Linked DNA regions of Zea mays: region 2 is linked to region 1. Evidence: chromatin contacts called from public Hi-C data. All regions are on one chromosome and are shown on one strand. Each heading gives the region's core, a stretch centred on a gene start, on an enhancer-like site or on the middle of the called end of the contact. The rest is flanking DNA. Distances are from core to core; before and after follow the strand shown. Region 1 holds the start of LOC542153 (probable protein phosphatase 2C 45). Region 2 holds the start of LOC103626622.

Region 1 (4,514 bases), core at 723-3,222:
TAAAGCTCACCCTTTAAAGACCCTAATGGTCGTGAGATCCCTTGAAATGGATACCGACCTATTTAGATCGAAGAGTGATGATGAGAAATCGTTGGGACCTGAAGTTCCTTACCTTAGCGCTATTGGAGCACTGATGTACCTTGCGAATTGCACCAGGCTTGATATTGCATTCGCGGTAAATCTACTAGCTAGATACAGTACAGACCCAACCAGAAGACATTGGGTAGGTGTTAAGACTATACTTAGATACCTCAAAGGCACTCAAGATCTTGGCCTGTTTTTTCCGAAGAATCAGGACCAGACTATGGTGGGCTATGCTGATGCTGGATATCAGTCAGATCCCCATAATGGTATATCTCAGACTGGCTTTGTATTTCTATGTGGTGGCACCGCTGTATCCTGGAGATCATGCAAACAGACATTAGTAACGACGTCTACTAACCACTCAGAAATAATCTCACTATATAAAGTCGCACGAGAATGTGCTTGGCTACGACGGATGACTAACTACATCCAGAAGTCATGTGGTTATAACACCGCAAATACCCCCACCATTATCTATGAAGATAATGTTGCATGTGTTGCACAAATGGAAACATGCTATATTAAGAGCAATATGACTAAGTATATATGTCCTAAGTATTTTTATCCTCATGAACTCCAGAACGAGGGTGAGGTAAAAATCCTGCAAGCCAAGTCTTGTGATAATCTGGCTCATTTATTCACTAAATCCTTACCTGCAGTCACATTCAGAAAATGTGTACGAGGTATAGGGATGAGGCATTTGAGAGACCTGCAGGGTTCAGGGGGAGATCACCTCTGAACTTCAGCCCTTACAATTCGACCTGAAGATCGTATATTATACACCTTGAAGGTTATAGTTGTCCTGAAGACACCCGTTGTACTCTTTTTCCCATTGTGAGTTTTTCTGAAGTTTCTCACATATGGTTTTTAACGAGGCAACAAGTGCAATATATCGAGTGGAACTATGCTCTCTTTCTCCATTTTTTCTCACTGGGTTTTTCGGAGTTTTGATGAGACATAAGTCGTCACGTTATTCGCCCAAGGTCAAGTGTTAAGAAACCCTAAAAGAGGTTTAATGGGCTAATACCGAAACTGCCCTCAGTGGGTTTACATGTTATATATGTATCCATATCCCTCATAATAAAGATAGACAGATAGAGATTTGATCCACTGTGTCTTTTGTTCCTCTGTGTGTTCGGTTGCTGGGAAGGGAACATGCTTCTACAACTTCTCACGTCCCTACTGCTCTTGGGAGGGTTCGGAGTCTAGATCAAAGATCTACGACGACTATGTTGTTTAAACACGTTGTCTTAAACGACCATAGGACCCGAGCCTCCATAAAGAAGTCGCCGATGTGAGTCGTGGCCTCGTGGGCAGTGGCAACCTAGGATTTGAATCTAGAGTAGTTAGAAATAAAACTTTAACATATACAATAGTGTATAATCTGGCACCACGTATATATAATTTTCATCGATCTGGTACATAATAAAAATAACTAAAATATTTCATAATACTTTTAAATCATTAAATTAGACTAAACGTTAAGTGATAGTTTGTTTTTTAGACTAAATTTTAGGGTAGTCGGTCGGAGGCCTCCGCCCCTGGTCGTGGTGGTGCGGCCTTAGGGGGTGTTTGGTTTCTAGGGACTAATGTTTAGTCCCTTCATTTTATTCCTTTTTAGTGTATAAATTGTTAAATATGGAAACTAAAATAAAGTTTTAGTTTCTATATTTGGTAATTTTAGAACTAAAATGGAATAAAATCTAGGGACTAAATATTAGTCCCTATAAACCAAACACCCCCTTAGTCGTGATTCGTGATTCGTGAGGGGACAGGACAGGAGGCGAGAAAAGAGGCCGGGGACCGGGGTGGCGAATGGCGATGACCGGGTCCGTCCAGTCGCGGCGCGCCCGCCACGTCATCCTCCCGCCGATCGTTCTCATCCACTCTTCCGCTGCTTTTCCTTTCTCCTTTCTCCTCTCTCCTCTCTCCCCTTTCCTCTCCCCAAGCAGGCGGGGCGAGCGAGCCCAGCAGGCGTCTCTCCTCTCGTCCATCCGTTTCCTCCTCCCCCTGCTTCCCGGCTCGCCTCCCTCCCCTCCCTGTGCGCCTCTTTTCATGCGCGAGGAGGGACCGTGGGGACCACCACCACCAGCACCACCACCTCCATCCGTGCGCCTCTCGCTCTCGCTGGTGGTGCTCCTCCTCCTCCTCCTGCTCCCGGGGCGGGCGGCCTCCTTTTCCACCTCCTGCTGGTGCCAGGGCCGGGAGGGCGTCGCGGAGGTGGCGCGCATGGGGCTCGCCGGGGACGGGTCGGCGGACACCGCCCACCTCAGGTTTTCCTCCCTCCTCCCTTCTCCTTCCTCTTTCACCTCCCGCTTTCCCTTTCGCCCCCATCCATCTGGTTGACTTCGCCGTGGGGAACGAGAGGCTAGCTTCTCAGGAGGCTATGACGCCTCGTAGCCGAGATCCATGGCAGCGGGGACGAATTATACTCCTCTATCTGCTGCGCCGTGGCCGTGGATTCGGGACACTGGAATTATTAGGCACCGGGCTTGGGCGCGACAGGCCCAGCCTTTCAGTTGGATCTGCCCAATTGTTAATGTTTGATCATGTTGGCCATGAGGGTCGAACGATGGCGGGTTACTGATCAGATCGTTCGGGAGCTCTCTTCTGCCTCGTCGCACGATTGGATTTTAGGACTATTATTCCGGTGTCACTTTTTTTACTTTTGCGTGCCAAGCATCAGGATCTATTAAGATTTTGGTCATACATGGCTGATCTAATGTCCACTATTAAACCGAACCTCGTGTCTTTTTAACTGACGATTTTACAGGATTTGTTGTGCAAGTTAACCATATCCGCAGGCCTTGCCGATGTATTGGCTCATTGAATGTCCCCCTTGCAAACAAGACATTCCTCGCATCATTGCTCTTTGAATACTAAGTGCTACGTACAAGTCCTCACTAGCTAGATGTGTTTTCTGCGTGCAGGTCTGTCTACATTTGATTTGGTGGCCAATTGTTGACAAGCTTGTGTTTGTTTTCTAGTCTAACATAACTTGTGTGTTATACTCATGTGTTAGATGGTATTCCAAGCTAACTACAAAGAAATAAAGACTAAAGAGTGTCTGTTACTCTGGTGAACTTTATGGAAGTTAGATGTTGAATTTTCTTTTTCGTCCGAAATATAAAGCATACAAAACTCCATAGCAGCTCAATCAGTTTATTAATGTCATAGGAAATTCCTTGTACTGATTTTCTGTCTTGTATATAACACTAACAGTGTGCAGTGTCACATAATCCGAATTCACACTTGTTTGACAGAACGTTACCCTTGCAGTAATAATGAAAATGGGCGGTTCATTTATGGAGTTGCGAGTTCTCCTGGTAAAAGAGCATCGATGGAGGACTTCTATGAGGCAAGAATAGACGACGTTGATGGAGAGAAAATTGGAATGTTCGGTGTATATGATGGTATGTATTCGCTAGCGACATCTGAAGTGATATCAATTCCCGCGGTTTTCCTAATGCCACCACTCTCTGATGAAGTTGGTAGTTTGAGTTGTAAGGTTGAGGGCATGGTTTTCTGTTTCTGTAGGTCATGGAGGAGTCCGAGCAGCTGAGTATGTTAAGCAGCACCTTTTCAGCAATTTAATCAAACACCCAAAGTTCATCACTGATACCAAGGCTGCTATCGGTACTTTCATATTAGCTTAACTATTGTAGACTTTTGACTTGTACACTGAGATATGGTGATCTTGATACCCTTGTATTATTTTTGCTGCAGCCGAAACTTACAACCTCACAGATTCAGAATTTCTGAAAGCTGATAGCTGTCAAACTCGAGATGCTGGCTCAACTGCCTCAACAGCTATTATTGTAGGTGACCGTTTGCTTGTTGCAAATGTTGGAGATTCTAGAGCCGTTATTTCTAAAGGAGGACAAGGTAAGTTTCTCGTTGGTAACATGACATATCTCAATGTCTTTTCCTATACTTCCACATGTATCGGAAACTTTCAAATTATTATATGCTGTGTATTTTCCTGGACGAGTATTTCCTTGTGACGAATGGATAAACTGAATATCAGGATTCCAAGCTAACCACGTTCCACTTGTATTCGATATTTTTTGTTATGTTTTCCCCATCTCGGAGCTGCAGCGATTGCGGTTTCAAGGGATCACAAACCTGATCAGACAGATGAGAGACAAAGAATTGAGGACGCAGGGGGCTTTGTTATGTGGGCTGGTAGTGATTCCTCTGATTCTATCTATAAAAAGAAACTATCTTATCTTAATATGTGCCATTACTGTTGCTTCTACTGCTTGATTTTTCGAAATTTGTAGGGACATGGCGAGTGGGTGGTGTTCTTGCTGTCTCTCGCGCATTTGGTGATAAACTCTTGAAGCAGTATGTTGTCGCTGACCCTGAAATCAAGGTTTGTCATGCACTTATGTTTTATTACGGATTGTCGGGATAGTTTTTCAGACCTA
Region 2 (4,334 bases), core at 1,788-4,287, 140 kb after region 1:
CCGACATGATCATAACAATTAATTAATTAATTAAGGCGAAGACACGAAGCGTGGAGGATCGATGCGTCCCCGCCGCCGCAGTATGTTTTAAGCTGACTTGCGGTAGATGTGTTGTGGCCTGCCGGCGGCGGCGTCCTTCTGGGTGTCTATGACAGTCTCGAAGGCGCCGACGAGCGCCTTGACCCTGCTGCACTGGCGCTTCTGCATCAGCTTGGTGCGTGCCGCCTCGATCACGTCGTTGCTCCGCGCCACCTCCCGGCGCCGCGGCTGCTCCGCCTCTGACCGCGGCTCCATCGCTGTCTTCACCCGGCTGCCCAGGAATCTCCGCATCGCCACCTCCTTCTCGTCCATCTCCGGCTTCTTGATCGCCTCCTTCACCACCGCCACGAACTTGTCCGCCACCACGTCCTCCACTGCGGCGACAACGACGATGGGCTCTGGCACCGGCGCCGCTCCTTTCTTGGGGGACTCCACCTCCACCTCCACCTCCGTGGTGGTGGTGGCGGCAGCGGTCTCCGCAACAACTGGCGGCGCGTCCTCCCGTATGATCTTCTCGGGAACGACCTCGGGGTGGCAGTCGTCGTGGCGCTGCCGCTGCTTATCCTCCACGCTGCCGCCGCGGGCACCGTTGCTGCTGGCGGTCTCGACACCAGGAGGCAGCGGCGGCACCGCCGACGCCGCGTCGGAGACCTTGCTGCTGGCGGCGAGCACCGCCGCCCGTTCCTCGGCGAGGTCCTTGACCGTCCTAACGACACCGCCGCGTGACCTGCTGCGGCGGAAGGCGCGGGCACAGCGCTGCATGAGGCGCCTGGGCGACCACAGCGACGCGTAGTACGCGGCGGCGGCGGCCGCCGGCGTCGGCTTGGGCTTGCCGCCCTGCTGCTTGGTGGGCGTGATCGGCGGCGAGTCGGTGGGCGGTGACCGCATGCGGCCGAACGACGAGCACGACGACGACGAGAGCCCGGGCGTGGTCGGAATGGAGACTGGGTGGTGCGCCGGGTTGGAGCTGAACGGCGACGGCGGGTCGGGCAGCTCGCTTGCGCTCCGCGGCAGGGACCGCGACGACGCCATGGCCTGCTGCCTAGGGATCTGCGAACAGATTGTAATGGTAACAGATCCGTCCAGTCGTTGGAGATTCATTATCTATACTATACTTAAAGCACCAGTTTCAACGGTCGTCATACGTCATTTTTTTACAAATAACCCCTCACATCTATTTCAAATTAATCCGCTGCACGTCTATAGATGCCAAAGGACGCTCAATACGGGCTAGATGCACGCGGGCCACAACTATGGCACAGACACATCATGTCGGCCTGCTAACTGTGTCGAGCCAGCCCGTTAGCCCGTCGATCCATTTAATTAAATCAGCACAGACACGTCATGCCGACCTGCTAACTATGTCGGGCTAGCCCGTTAGCCCGTCGATCAATTTAATTAAATCAGCGTAAAATGTTAAAAACGGTACAGGAGGTGGGTTCGAACCCATGCCCTGATGGAAGAAGGGCGGGAGACACTGGGTGAAACTGTCTAACCAGTAGAACATCACGCTAAGATGTTTTTAATATTGAATATAAATTGTATATAGGTATATACGTTTTTTTGTAAAATAAAAAATAATCGTATCGGACCGGGCCAGCACTACGGGCCGAGGCTACAGCCAAGCACGGCACGACGTTCTTTGCTCTTGCAAGCATTAGGTCGTTTCTGAGACCACATTGGCGCAATGGACTACATGGTGTTTGAGGTTGCTAAATTGGATGGAGCAGCAATGATTTGTCACACTAACAGCAACATGAAAGGTTATTTGTTGGTTTTAAACGTTAATAATTGCTACGAAGTAGCGTAATTTATATGGAGCGGATCCAGTTTTTATTGATGCCTGACTTTAGCAATCACTCCATATTTTGATCTATCTTTTTTTATAAGTTTGACTTCATGGGACTTATTTTATAAACTTGATCTCACAAGCTTTATCTTATTTGGTCTATGTATGATGGAATTATGTCATTTTATAATCTCTGTTCATTCAGTTAATCGTTGTGAACTCTCTTCTAATCGCTCACTTCATTGGCCGTGTTGTACCAAGACATATTTGCATGGAGTAAACAATAACATCAGTTAGCCAAATCAAAAAATATATTATACAGAGAGCGGAGATAATCAATAAAAATTCTTGAAATTTTTTTGATGGATCGTTTAAGTGGATATTGTTGTAAGCCGTCGCAACGCACGGGCAACCGACTAGTATATAGGGAGAGGAGAGTTATTCGCCGTATCACAATAATTTAACAAATTTTATTAATTGTTAAGTCATTCATGATTTTTTGTTAAATCGTTTTATTAGATATTGAATATTATATATTGACGTCGAAGATAAAAGAATTATTTTATTCGTCTTTCTTCTTTTGACGATGCCCTCATGTGCACCCTTATGAATCAAGTTTAATAACATAAACAAACACATATATAGACAATTAATAAAAAATGCCTTTTATTAACTTATTATATAAAGAAAAAATTGTCATGCTTATGTTTTTGGCACAATTAAAACATAAAAATTATGTATTTTTTAGAAAAATAAAGATATAGTTTATTATACGCTCCATTAAATTTCGAGTTTAGTTTATTCTATATTAAGAAGTATAAAAATAACTTCTATCATTTTCAAAATCCTTCATATAATCTTCTGTTTTTATATCTCTTAATATACGAATGGACTTGAAAAACTTGATTACGCAACAGTTTGGCTCTCTCGTATGAATTGTTAAAAAAAAGGGTCCATACATAAATCATGATGAATGGCAAAAAAAAAACTACATGCATACCTCCAGCTTGACCTTCATGTTGGAGGTGTCAGGAGGATCAGAAGATGGCTGGGTGTGCATTATGGCAGGGCGCTAGACGGAAGGGACGGCGCAGAGGGCCATTTGAAGCCCTCGCAGCGCAGACGGCCCACGCGACGCGGTGGAGGGGAGACGCAGGGAAGCGAAGCGGCCAGCCCAGGCCAGGCGTGCGGGGGAGTGTGGAGGAGCCCTGCAGCTCACACCGGCCCGGTTTAAGAGAGGCCTGGGTGTCCCACGTGGCAGCGTCCCCGACCGCTCTTCTACACCTACGGCTCGGAGGGTAGCTAGCCGCGGTTAATCCGGTTACCCGCTGGGCTAGGCTACCTTTGGCCATGCGAGCATACACCCACACGTGCTAATAGATGCTCGAAATCCGAATATTTAACGGATTTTATCTGATATAAAGATGGTATAAAATGATTTTTATCCGTAGGTTTATCCAATATAAAGACGATCTAAAATATTTTTTTTTATTCGTAGGTCTGTCTATATGTGCAAGAATCTCTGTCCATCGCGTATAGACACGTATATACTATCCATATCATACCACTGTTACCATCTAATAAAACTCACCTTAACTTAAAAAATCTTTCTCTTACTATTGTTTATTTAACTATTAAGTTATGTGATCATATGATTTACTAGGTATATGCCCGTGCGTTGCAACGGGTGACATTTGTACACGCATAGATCATTGTTTAGTGATGTTATCAACTGATGGGTCACACTTGTGTATGCATAGGTCATTGTTTAGTGATGTTATCAACCGAATTCTGCGTGTCAGGTCGACACGCGAGGGAGGTGGCATCGGGAGGCAGGCTCGGGGGCGGGGCATCGGGTGTGTGCGACCATGAATCGCGTCGGGAGGCAGGCTCGGGGGGCGGGAGGTGGCTAGAGGTCGTGGCATGCGGAGCGCTGCGCGATTGGAGCAAGAGACGGGGAAGAGCTAGAGGAGACCAGGCGTGGATGGTTTTGCCAAAAGTGTTGAGTGCATTTGTCGGAGATAGGAAAGGCAGAACCAGAGAGGGTCAGCCTACCCCTTACCTTCTTCATAGTAGTAAGTTAGGTACCTATACGTTGTTATGGACATACATTTTCCTTGTTTAAATAAGAGTTATATAAACATGTTCCAACAGAATTTGCGAGTAAAGTTTGTTTGGTGTTTATACCTTTCCCTCGTGATCTTCTAGACTGCCTTCTTCATCGAGATAAGTAGAGATTGACATATCCTATTTGAATGTGAACCAATCCTATGATTCATTTACCAACTGTATTTTTATATGTGCCTGAAACGTTGTGGGTTCCACAACATTGTACAAGCTTGGCTATATTGGGCACCAACTATATATAAAGCTAGTTTATCCATGTCAGCTTCTGTACAACTTTACATTCACAAGCTACATTTGTCTGAAAGAACCACGAAGCAAAAAAAAGGAACAAAGCCTTTGATTTCCTCTAAAGCATGCAACAACCAAAATCTTATCTTCT

What was found. A called contact is a pair of places that touch in the nucleus more often than the background predicts.
Region 2: a Hi-C map of ear shows a contact between it and region 1, with 2.5 times the contacts expected there. The contact joins the promoter of LOC103626622 here to the promoter of LOC542153 in region 1. A contact is called at or near these places in 2 of 25 Hi-C or Micro-C datasets (ear and tassel).

The regions. Positions count from the first base shown.
Region 1 is chr5:82,330,764-82,335,277 of Zm-B73-REFERENCE-NAM-5.0, forward strand. LOC542153 (probable protein phosphatase 2C 45) reads left to right here and starts at 1,973. Exons shown (of 8, transcript NM_001319767.1): 1 at 1,973-2,357; 2 at 3,364-3,497; 3 at 3,622-3,720; 4 at 3,811-3,969; 5 at 4,183-4,269; 6 at 4,368-4,459. The coding sequence starts at 2,140.
Region 2 is chr5:82,469,161-82,473,494 of Zm-B73-REFERENCE-NAM-5.0, forward strand. LOC103626622 reads right to left here and starts at 3,038. Exons shown (of 2, transcript XM_008647026.3): 1 at 2,829-3,038; 2 at 1-1,089. The coding sequence starts at 2,888. The coding sequence ends at 88.